3 separate regions of the Mus musculus genome follow, and all the other regions are linked to region 2. A link is a contact called in public HiCAR-type and promoter capture Hi-C data. All regions are on one chromosome and are shown on one strand. The core of a region is the stretch at or near the end of the contact, and the rest is flanking DNA. Distances in the headings are between cores, read along the strand shown.

Region 1 (3,225 bases), core at 49-2,548, 2.8 Mb before region 2:
CTGGGTATTGAACCTGGGCCCTCTGCAAGAGCAGCCAGTGCTCTTAAACTCCTTAGCTATCTTTCCAGCCCATATTTTTCCATTTTCTTAAACTCGTGTTTTTACACACATGGTGTGCACATCAGGTACCCCTGCTCTCTTCCTCACCTGCCTTAGTCCCTTGAGACAGTTTCTCAGTGAGCCTGAAGCTTACCATTTTCAGGTTAGGCTTCCTGGCTTACAAGCCCATGCATTTCTTCTCGAATGGGCTTGAGAAAGAAGATGGCTCCGTCATACAGTGCTTGCCACACAGGTAGAGAAAACAGAGTTAAGGGCCCCAGTACCCACACAAAAAGCCAATTGCTATAATGAATGAAAGCCTTTAATTCCAGCGCCAGGAAGCAGAGACAGGAGGATTCCTAGAGCTTGCCAGCTAGCCAGGCTAGCCAAATCAGTGAACTCTGGGTTCAGCGAGAGAACATGTCTCAAAAAAAAAAAAATAAATAAATAAATAAATAAAAATAAGGTGACTGAGGGCTGGAGAAATGGCTCAGCAGTTAAGAGCACTTGCTACTCTTGCCAAAGACCCACGTTCGTTCCTGGCACCCACATAGCAACTTACAACAGCCAATAATTCCACTTGCAGGGTAGGGCGTGTGCCATTTCTATGTCAACCATTTCCAACTCGTGCCCTTTTTCATTTTTGCCTAGGTTCTAGATTTCTGTTTTGGACGGGGTTTCATTCCGCCCCTTTTTTTCCGGCTCTCTGAATTCACTAAGGGCTGGGTCCTGAAAGGATGGCCTTCTGAGGGCTCCCAAGGCTCACGGCAGACGGAATCTCGCGCCCACGCCTTCCCACCTGGTTTCTCCCTTTTACTAATAGTCCCTGCACACTCCTTCATGCCGCATAAGTTCCTTCCCTCCCTCCAAGAGGCTCCCTACACGCTACAAGCTGAGAGTTTACCCTTCCTTCAGAAGATCAAGAGGGCTGCATCAAGCTCCTTCCATTGAAACCTCAACCACGCCCCCACAGACCACGCCTATCAAACGGCTCCTCCCTGAGGCCCAAGCGGCTCCCTAGGCCCCGCCCAGTCCAGGCTACCCCAGAACCGTACCCCATCTTCGTCTCGCTTACCCACCCTGAAGATTGCTTCCTTCCGCGGCTCTGCCGCCCGTGAAGTGTCTAGGGAGTGTTCCCCGGGGTGAGGACGTGGCCACAGCCACTCAGACGCTCCTACGGGGCCGCGAGGTAAGGAAGGTCCGGAGCGGCAAGTCGCGGCCCCCAAGAGCCGGGCTGTTGCCCTAGGTTACGGCCGCGTCGGAGGCGGGCCTAGGTGCAGGCATGCCGGAAGTGACGTAACCCCGCAACAAACCAGCTCAAGGGCGGAGTCCCCTCTGAGGGCGGGGCTAAGGAGCATTCCCGTCGCTCTGTGCGTGGTTGCTAGGTGCCGCGTTGCCAGACGCTTCGAGAGCTTCGCAGGCACTGGCGACGTTGGGCGGCCAAGTTGCGCTGCAACAGCCTTTTGCCTTCTAGAAGGAATGCCTCAGAGGCCACACAAACAGTGTCTGGAGATTTGGCCACTTCTTCCTTTGGGCAGAATCGTCCCTTCCTTCTTGGGATCCCGTGTTGAAAGCGAGAGCAGAACTTCGCGGGACGACTCATTCCTAGTTGCATAATTTTGAGACCGAGTCTTCCTTGTTTTGTAGCCTGGTGCGGTCTCGAACTCATGGCAACCCTCCTTCCTCGATGTCCTAAATCAACATTGAAGGGATCGAGGGCGTGGGCTTCCACACCTGCTGACAGGAAGGATTTCTGGTTTTGTTCTTTTTGGTGCTGCCCACTTTAGTGGGGCAGAAGCAGCAGTTTCTCGCGAGGGGGCCGCCCACTTCTCCACTATGCTGCCCTTGGTGCCCAACTCATGTCTAGTTCCAAGGTCCCTTTGCTTTCTGGTTTAAAAAGTATTAAGAAAACAAGTCTCCAAAAGCAGGCTGAGTCAAAGGCTTTTGGAAAAAATGGCTAAGAATTACTACTTTTTACACTTATAGCATTATATAATATATATACAGTATAGCATATATACAATCGATAGCATAGATTTATAGCATTAACGGCCTCTAAAGATGTGATGTATATGACACATGAAGTTGGAACAAAGTCCTCTTCTAGACTGTGAATATTTGTTATTTCCCCCATATATATGAGGGAAATACTTTAACAAGCATATATGATAGATATTGTAATTATATTGCTATACCAGCGTATCTAATGGGCTATGACACATATTTCTAAAATTTTCTATGTATTTTTGGATTTATGCGTATGAGTGTTCTGCCTGTGTATATGTATGTACACCATGTTCATACTGGACAGTCATAAAGACACACTCTTTCATTGTTTTCTAGGTTCGCCTGCTAGACAGCGAGTCTGTCACCAAGATGTGTCTCCGTTCCTCGGTGTTTTGAGGTAGGCTTTCACTATGACGTCTAGTCTGGCCTCCAACAGCTTCCTTCTGTCTCTGAATGCTGGAATTACAAGCACATGCCACCAGACCTGGCCACTCAACCATGATCTTTACAACCGAAGGTAGACAAGTCTTTTCAACAGCCACAGAAAAGCTCAGAAGTGGGGGTGGGGAAGGGGGCAGGTCAAATTTTCCAGTCTGCTGCAGCAGAGTCTGCAGTTCCATACCACTGGTCTTTTTCATACCAGATACTGTGTGGGGCGCCCTCTAGTGGTTCTACTAAAACCCAACATAGTCAGCCTCCAAAGTGTTGCTTTGTTTTGTGGAGTTTTACGATTTAATACCTTGTGAACAATTTTTTTTTTTAACTTTAATTATTTTTTAAGTGTATTGGCATTCTGGATGAATGTGTGTCGGTGCACTACTTCCATGCCTGGTGTCCATGGCGGTTAAAAGCGGGATCGGATACTTTGGAACTGGTGTTAGAGGCATTCATAAACATCCATGCAGATCCTGGGAACTGAACCCAGGTCTTTTGGAAGGGCAGCCAGAGCTTTTGACCACTAAACCATCTCTCCATCACCAGCCCCCCCTTCCCCCTACTATATTTCTGAGGTTTTAATTCTTTGAAAACATTCAAAGATGTTAAGAAAATAGACAAAGACTAAAGAAAAAATGGCAAAGAAAGAAAGTATGCCAGGTGTGGTGGTGCATGCCTTTAGTCCAGCCCATGGAAGTTGAAAGCAGGAAACTCTGGAGTCAAGGTGGTCCTTGACTCTCTACC
Region 2 (3,141 bases), core at 343-2,842:
AGTAAATGCTAAACACCAAGCCTTGAATGGTAAACAAGCCAGGGGCAGTACAGGACAGGACCAGATGCCAGGACAGAGCCAGAGCTTGGCTGCTCTGTGAGGAAGGCAGGGGGAGGGGAAGGGCAGGTTTGGAGCCCACAGCTCAGGGAGGACTGGGGAGAGACCTTGAGAATATGGCTCTTCACCCTGTACCAGCCCAGCCGCTACAGCTGGAAGGCCGCCTGTCTCCACACAGCTGCAGCAAGAATGATTCTCGGGGGGGCCCATGCTCTCCCTTTAGGCTGCAAGCTCTGTCATGGGGCCAGCAATCTGTCAGCTTCCCGGAGAAAGGTCTTGCATGTGTCAGGGGCAGGTTCTGTCCTCCATGGGGACACCTTGGTCCATGGGGTAGCTTTCCCCTGGCAACTATGTCCACCTTTCTTAGGTGAAGACATCTTTCAGTGACTGTAAGGTCACTTGTAGCAGTGAGTATCAGCCTTGTGACCCAAAAGAGACACTTGCCAAGGATCAAAGCCATTTTTCTTATCAGAAAGCGGGGGTGGGGGGGTGGGGGGGATGTGGAGAGACCCTTTAAAGGTCACCCACAGCCCTGACCATTCTCCACACAGGGCCTATGAGCTCTACAGTCTCAATCCATACACAGGTGGCCATTCCAGACAGTTTTTGTATAACAATGGGCTTTCCCACCTGGGCACAATCAAGGGGAAGCCTTTGCCCGACCAGATCCAAGTCTCCTGAACCCACCAGTGAGCTTCCTTGAACATTCCAGTCTCCGCAACAGTCTATCCTCAACACTCTACTGCCCCTAATAGCTAAACACGTCCTTCCTCCTCCCCCCAACCAGGTGATCCATTTCGGGAGGGGGCCCTCTCCCCAACAGTGAAGTCCCATCACCAAGTCACTAACCCATGGTCTTAAAAGGAGTTTAGCTTGCCGTGCTTTAATAAGCTTGGGTGAATCGTTTAACATCGCCACCTGGTTCTGCTTTCCAGAAACCAAAGACAAACACAGATGGACCCTGGAGAATAAAAAGGGCTCCTTGTGTCACGAAGAATGTGGCGAGCCAGCTCTTTGCAGCCCCAAGCTCCTGGTGGCAGGCTGGAGTGTGCCTCGGACAATTTCCCATGGGGCCTCCAAGAGATCGTGACACACTGTCTGGTTCCTGGGGTCAACACCCCATCAGAACAGCCACACCAAGCCCATGTCCAAGTCCTGGAGCCTACTGGGTCTGCAGCTGGCAGCCCTCCATCTGTCCCAGCCCCCCTCAGGAGTGCAGGCCAGGGCACCTTCCTCGCCTCCCCCTAAATTGGTTTTGAGCTTGCCTCTGAAGGAACTCTATTGGGTTCGTCTCGGAAAACAAGGCAGGCCCACGGATCCCTTCAGAGCCCAGCTTCACCCCATCCCAGGCACTCTCTGCTTCTCTGACAGTAGCCTGAGACAGTAGCTTCCTTGGGGGCTGCTCAGGCCACCCCGAAGGTCTTCCTTCCTTCCTTGAGCTATGCCCAGCCTCGCCCGGGCTCCCTCCCTCCGGCTCACCAGCCTTGGTCTACAGGGACCGAGCTCCTTCCGGTACGTCCTGGGCAGCAAGGTTGCCCGGGTCGCCCAGCCCTTTCCCTAGCAACGGCGCTGACGGACGGTCATGAGCACCAATTGGAAAAGGGCTACTGAGAGGTGGAGCCCGAGTCAGATCTTAACCAATGGGATTGTAGTTCACGGGGAGTGGGCGGAGCCTGGGATCGAAGAACTGAGCCTGTAACAGCGGAACACTTGGGGATGGTTGACAGTTGCTCAGGTTCTGCAAAGGCTGAAGGAGAACTTGGGCTTTAGGAGGTGCTAGGAAGCTGCTGAAGGGCTGGAAGCGGATCAGGGGGTTTAAATGCAGGGAGCGGATAGAAGGGAGCAATGTGGGAGGCTGGGAACAGGGGCACTGTGAACAGAAGGCCTGAGCTGGGACTCGCCCCCCAGAACTAGGGTGGAAAATCTGACCTCCTTACCTCCTGAAGTCCATTGCGTTAGCCAATAGAGCACTTGACACACAGAAGCAGATGCCGGCCGGTCTTGTCCCCAGGAGTGGGATAGCTTGCTATCAGCCCTACCGGGCCTTTTCTGGTGTCGGAGACAGACACAACAGAGGTAGGTCCCAGAATTCTCAGCAGAGACGAACCCACTGTCGCTGCCTGCAAACCCCACCGTCCGAGTGGCACAGAGGAACTCCTCCCAACCCCCCAAAGTAACAGAAGCTGCTGTCTGAAATTGTAGCTGGAAAAATGACACCAGAGGCCGGAGAGGTGGCAGAGTCCTTAAGAACACTTGCTGCTCTAACAGAGGACACAGGTGAACCCACACTTCAGCTCAGGCCTGCTTGTAACTCCAGTTCCAGGGGATCCGACGCCCTCTTCTGGCCTCCAGAGACATTGCACACACGGTGCACATAAAGCAAAACACCACACATTATTATTAGTATTATTAGTATTATTATTTAATTATTGTGACACCAGCCCGGCTGAGTGTAGTGGCATACACCTGTAATCTCAGCACTTCAAGAGGCTTAGACAGGGGCATTGCTGCAAGTTTGTGGCCAGCCTGGTCTACACAGTGAGTTCCAGGCCAGCCTGGGATACAGAGAGTGGAAGTTTTGAAAAGGCGAGTAGAAGAGAGACAGCAAAAGAAAACGGGCAGCTAGCTCCCCCTAGTGGATTGAAGTCACATGTCCACCAGAAGCCATCTGCCTTTCGCTCAGCCAAGCTCCACCTAGCGTTTGTTCCCAACATTCCACGGCCATCTTAACACCAAGACACCTTGAATTGACTTGATCCCCCACCACCACCCTCCTATGAGCCCCTAGGAAAACGACCAGTCAGTGGGCAGAGCCTCGAGCTGAAGTTGGGCTACAAGGGCCATCATGGAGGAGTGAGGCTGAGGCAGCCAGGACAGCCTTTGAGTCCTCCAGGGCATCATGGGTCACCAGTCTGTGACATATGAAAATGTGTCAGGCTCCTTTCCTCCCCTTAGTGCCTACTCCTTCATTCAGTTCCCACCTGGCATGTATAAACTAAGGGGAGAGGGTAGGACGGAGGTGTGGCTGTGGATATATGCTGCAGGTTGGGCGAGTGACATGGAGAGGAGCTGAGGTTCAGGGGC
Region 3 (3,581 bases), core at 114-2,613, 2.8 Mb after region 2:
GTGGGATGTTTACTTTCTTTTTCTCCTATTAAGTCTCTAAAATTGGAATGGCGAGATGGCTCAGAAGGTAAGAGCACTGACGAGTTCAAATCCCAACAACCACATGGTGGCTCACATCCACTCATAATGAGATCTGACACCCTCTTCTGGTGTGTCTGAAGACAGCGACAGTGTACTTATCTATAATAATAAATAAATCTTTTTTTAAAAGTCTCTAAAATTCAACTTATTTTACATATATAGCACCTCTCCATTCTGATGGGCCCACAGATCGCTAGACAGCATCCCTCTCCCCTTTTTGAGGAGGTAAGTGTGGATCAGCACAGGTCTGAAGGCCCTGCAGAGGGCTGGTTTGGCTATTAATTAGCCTCGGCCGGTATTAGCCTCTGATTTGTTTCAAATCATCCTGAACTGGATGTGACTCTGATTCTAACAATAGCCAACAGATGTCACTCCACAGTGTGTGTCTGGGGGTGGGGGGGTGGGGGTGGAGGTGGGGCTGGCAGGCTGAGACTGCGAGGAAGGCACAGTCCATCTAGTTCTGTTTGGATAGTTCCATCTGACTTAGTGTTCTACATGACTGATTTCTAAGCTTTCATGTCACTTCAGGGCGACAGATTTCTCAGACAGGGACACTGAGGGAGATATGCCCCAGGGCAGAATTCATAAATGACCACAGGCTGCACTCGCAGGTGACATTCTATGCCTGACTTTGTGGTCAGAGTTCCCCCAGAGGTCAGGCTGGAGGTGGGCACCAAGGCAGGGCCACCTGTTGAGGGGAGGAGAATGTCAGCCCGCTCTCGGGAGGGGAAGTAGGAAGAAAAGGGCCTCCCTGAACACCTACCCCCACTGCGGAAACAGTGAAAGATGTGACACCGGGCTCTGGGCCTCCCTCGGGTCACTGCTCATCCGCCGTGTGGCTGCCCTGTGTCTTCCGTGTCCCCCCGCCGCGTGGCCCCACTTACATCGTCCATGAGCAGTAGCACGATGTTGGGGGGCTGCGGAGCACCTGCGGCCAAGAGTCCTAGGGCACTCAGTACCAGCAGCAGCTGCTGGGCTGCGGTACAGGCCGCCATAGCAAACCAAGCTCCCGCTGAGGAGTCAAGACCCAGTCCCAAGCCTGCCGCGGTTCCTTTTGGACTGTAGGGCGGGCCCTGGCGGCAGAATGAGAGGAGGGGCAGGGCCACGGAGAAAAGAAGAGGGAGAGGTGGGGCCTAGGCTGTCTGAGTGACAAGGGAGTGGGCTGGGCCTTACGGGAAAGGGGCGGGACCAAGGCCGGACCTGAGAGTCTGGGCGGAGCCATGGTAGAGAGAGGCGGGCTCTGAGCCTCGGTGGGAGGAGAATGGGCGGGGCCTGCCTCCACATCGGGTCACATGATGTGGCGCACAGCCTGCCAATATGGCGGTGTGCATCGCGGTGATCGCCAAGGAGGTGCGTGAGAGGCTGCGGGCGGCGGGCGGCGGGCGGCGGGCGGCGGGCCTCCTTCCAGCCATGGTCTTGATCTTTTCAACTCTGAGCTCCAAGCCTCAGCCAAGCCCTATGATCAGGATCCTTCCGGCTCGCTTTCGCTGACAGCTGACAGCCGTCCGCCGCCAGTTTGCAGGCCTCCGCCTCCGGGTTTTGAGATCCCCCGGGAAGCTTAGCTGGTCGCTGCAGCCTGCCACCCGTCGCTCTACGCGTTCTTTTCACGGCCTCAGCTGCCTTCCGCGTCCGGTCTTTCTGCCCCGCCTTCCGGACCGTCCCCTGGCTGCCCAGCCGGCGCTATTTAAATATAAGCCTGGCGCGGCTCAAGTCAGCCTAGAATCCAAGTGCTTTTCTTTGCCTTAGGATAGTCCCCTTCATGTCTTTTGCACCCTTCTACTCCACCGTGAAGGCCTGCAAACCTCTAGACAGCATCCCTCTCCCCTTTGTACCCTCTATTCCCAACTGTCATCTTGCTGGCCAACATATATATTCATTTCTTTCCGGAAAGCTGTTTATGGATGCTAAGACAGCTCCAGAGGGCCACAATATCCTGTTGCATGAAGCCTGTATCCCTATTAGGCTTTTTCTGAGATCTGCCATTAGGGATTAGACTGCTGTGAAGCTGTCAGTATGAAAGAGGGAGTTATACCCCCAGGAGGCCACCAAAACCAAAACTCATGTCATAGGCAGCTGCTGCTTTGATAAACTCAGGAGGAGGAAGTCCAGTATCTATGCTGAAGGGTCCTGATTTGGAGACTCATTCAATGTCTCGAAGCACTGAGAACAGACCACTACCCTAGTGTGGCACGTTAAGAAATAGCTAGTGCCCCTGCTGTTAGGATGACACTACAGAGTGTGCTGGTGGTTGAGGCAGAGGTGATCCTAGGAAGAGAAGTGTCAGGGTATGTTGTTAGGCTGTGCTCAGGTTGGCATTCCGGAGTCATTTCTGCTCACTTCCTGCCCCTGTGCATTTGTCTCTACTGCTTCCACCCTCCCTTCCTCCTCCTTTCTGGTACAGGTGAGAGAACTAGGGCTTAATGCTGCGACTCAAGCACTCCACTACGGAGTTACATCTCTGGTCCCATATTGCTTTTCTTTTTGGCACTGGGAATTGGACTTAGTGCCCTGTGCATGTCAGGCAAGTGCCACACCACCCAGTTTTATCTTTATAGTCCACTCTCTGCAGACAGTCTTCCTTAGGTTCAGTTATGTCGCTGAAGGCAGCATGCCACAGTGCATTAAGCAGTAGAGAGTCATTGTCAGGCTGAGAGCACACGAGTGCTTTGACTTTGCCCTTAGAGCCCGAACTCACTGGGTGGGCTGCCATCTCTTCCTGCAGAATTACCCTCTGTACATCCGAAGCACTCCGACAGAGAGTGAGCTCAAGTTCCACTACATGGTGCACACGTCTCTGGATGTGGTAGACGAGAAGATCTCTGCCATGGGGAAAGCACTGGTGGACCAGAGGGAGCTGTACCTGGGCCTGCTCTACCCCACCGAGGACTACAAGGTGTATCCACCACTGCTCAGCACCCATCCTGCACTCACGGAGCAGGATCTGGGAGGAAACGCTGGCAAAGAAAACGTGTCAGGGGTTTCAGCTGGTCAGGCAGGCAGGTGGCCCGAAGCTAATGGAAGCCTCTGGACATTGTCTCCCTTTAATTGGAAGAGTCCCTGGAAAAGCAAGTCTGAGCATCCAGGAGGATGCAAGTTGACATAGTGGGAATCTGGGCTTCTCTGGGCTCACTAGAGGCCACCAACTTTGAATCAAGGGCGATTGTTTCATGATACTGTTGTTAGGCTCAGTCTCGTGTGACGCTGTAAATTCTTGGCCATTCCTTTTGGACAAATGATTAAGACCATAGAATCCAAGGACATTCACATGGGGATTAATTGTAGCCTATCCACAGTGACACTGGTGTTGCAGTCACTGTGTTAACACTGATGGCAAAAGTTAACATCCCAAGCCCAGGATCAGTTCAAAAGGAGGCTGGGCTGTTCCCCAGTTCAGGTGCACACCTGCATGGTTCCTGCCAAGCCACCCAAGCCTGGCACTTCCTCTGACTCCAGGTATTAGGCTTCTCTGAAATGAGTGTTCACAAAGGTCTTGCAGGCTC

The links. Promoter capture Hi-C pulls out the DNA fragments that hold promoters and counts their contacts. HiCAR-type assays count read pairs that join an accessible place to other places.
Region 1: a contact with region 2 is called in a HiCAR-type map of astrocytes, with 4 times the contacts expected there. The contact joins the promoter of 1700030J22Rik here to the promoter of Meak7 in region 2. A contact is called at or near these places in 1 of 39 promoter capture datasets (embryonic stem cells) and 1 of 115 datasets of contacts at active chromatin or transcription factors (astrocytes).
Region 3: a promoter capture Hi-C map of pre-B cells shows a contact between it and region 2, with 3 times the contacts expected there. The contact joins the promoter of Trappc2l here to the promoter of Meak7 in region 2.

Annotation. Positions count from the first base shown.
Region 1 is chr8:116,977,661-116,980,885 of GRCm38.p6, forward strand. 1700030J22Rik (RIKEN cDNA 1700030J22 gene) reads right to left here and starts at 1,299. Exons shown (of 3, transcript NM_027103.3): 1 at 1,119-1,299.
Region 2 is chr8:119,776,824-119,779,964 of GRCm38.p6, forward strand. Meak7 (MTOR associated protein, eak-7 homolog) reads right to left here and starts at 1,593. Exons shown (of 8, transcript NM_028883.2): 1 at 1,537-1,593.
Region 3 is chr8:122,610,263-122,613,843 of GRCm38.p6, forward strand. Trappc2l (trafficking protein particle complex 2-like) reads left to right here and starts at 1,364. Exons shown (of 5, transcript NM_021502.2): 1 at 1,364-1,431; 2 at 2,804-2,976. The coding sequence starts at 1,399. Galns (galactosamine (N-acetyl)-6-sulfate sulfatase) reads right to left here and starts at 1,225. Exons shown (of 14, transcript NM_016722.4): 1 at 966-1,225. The coding sequence starts at 1,076.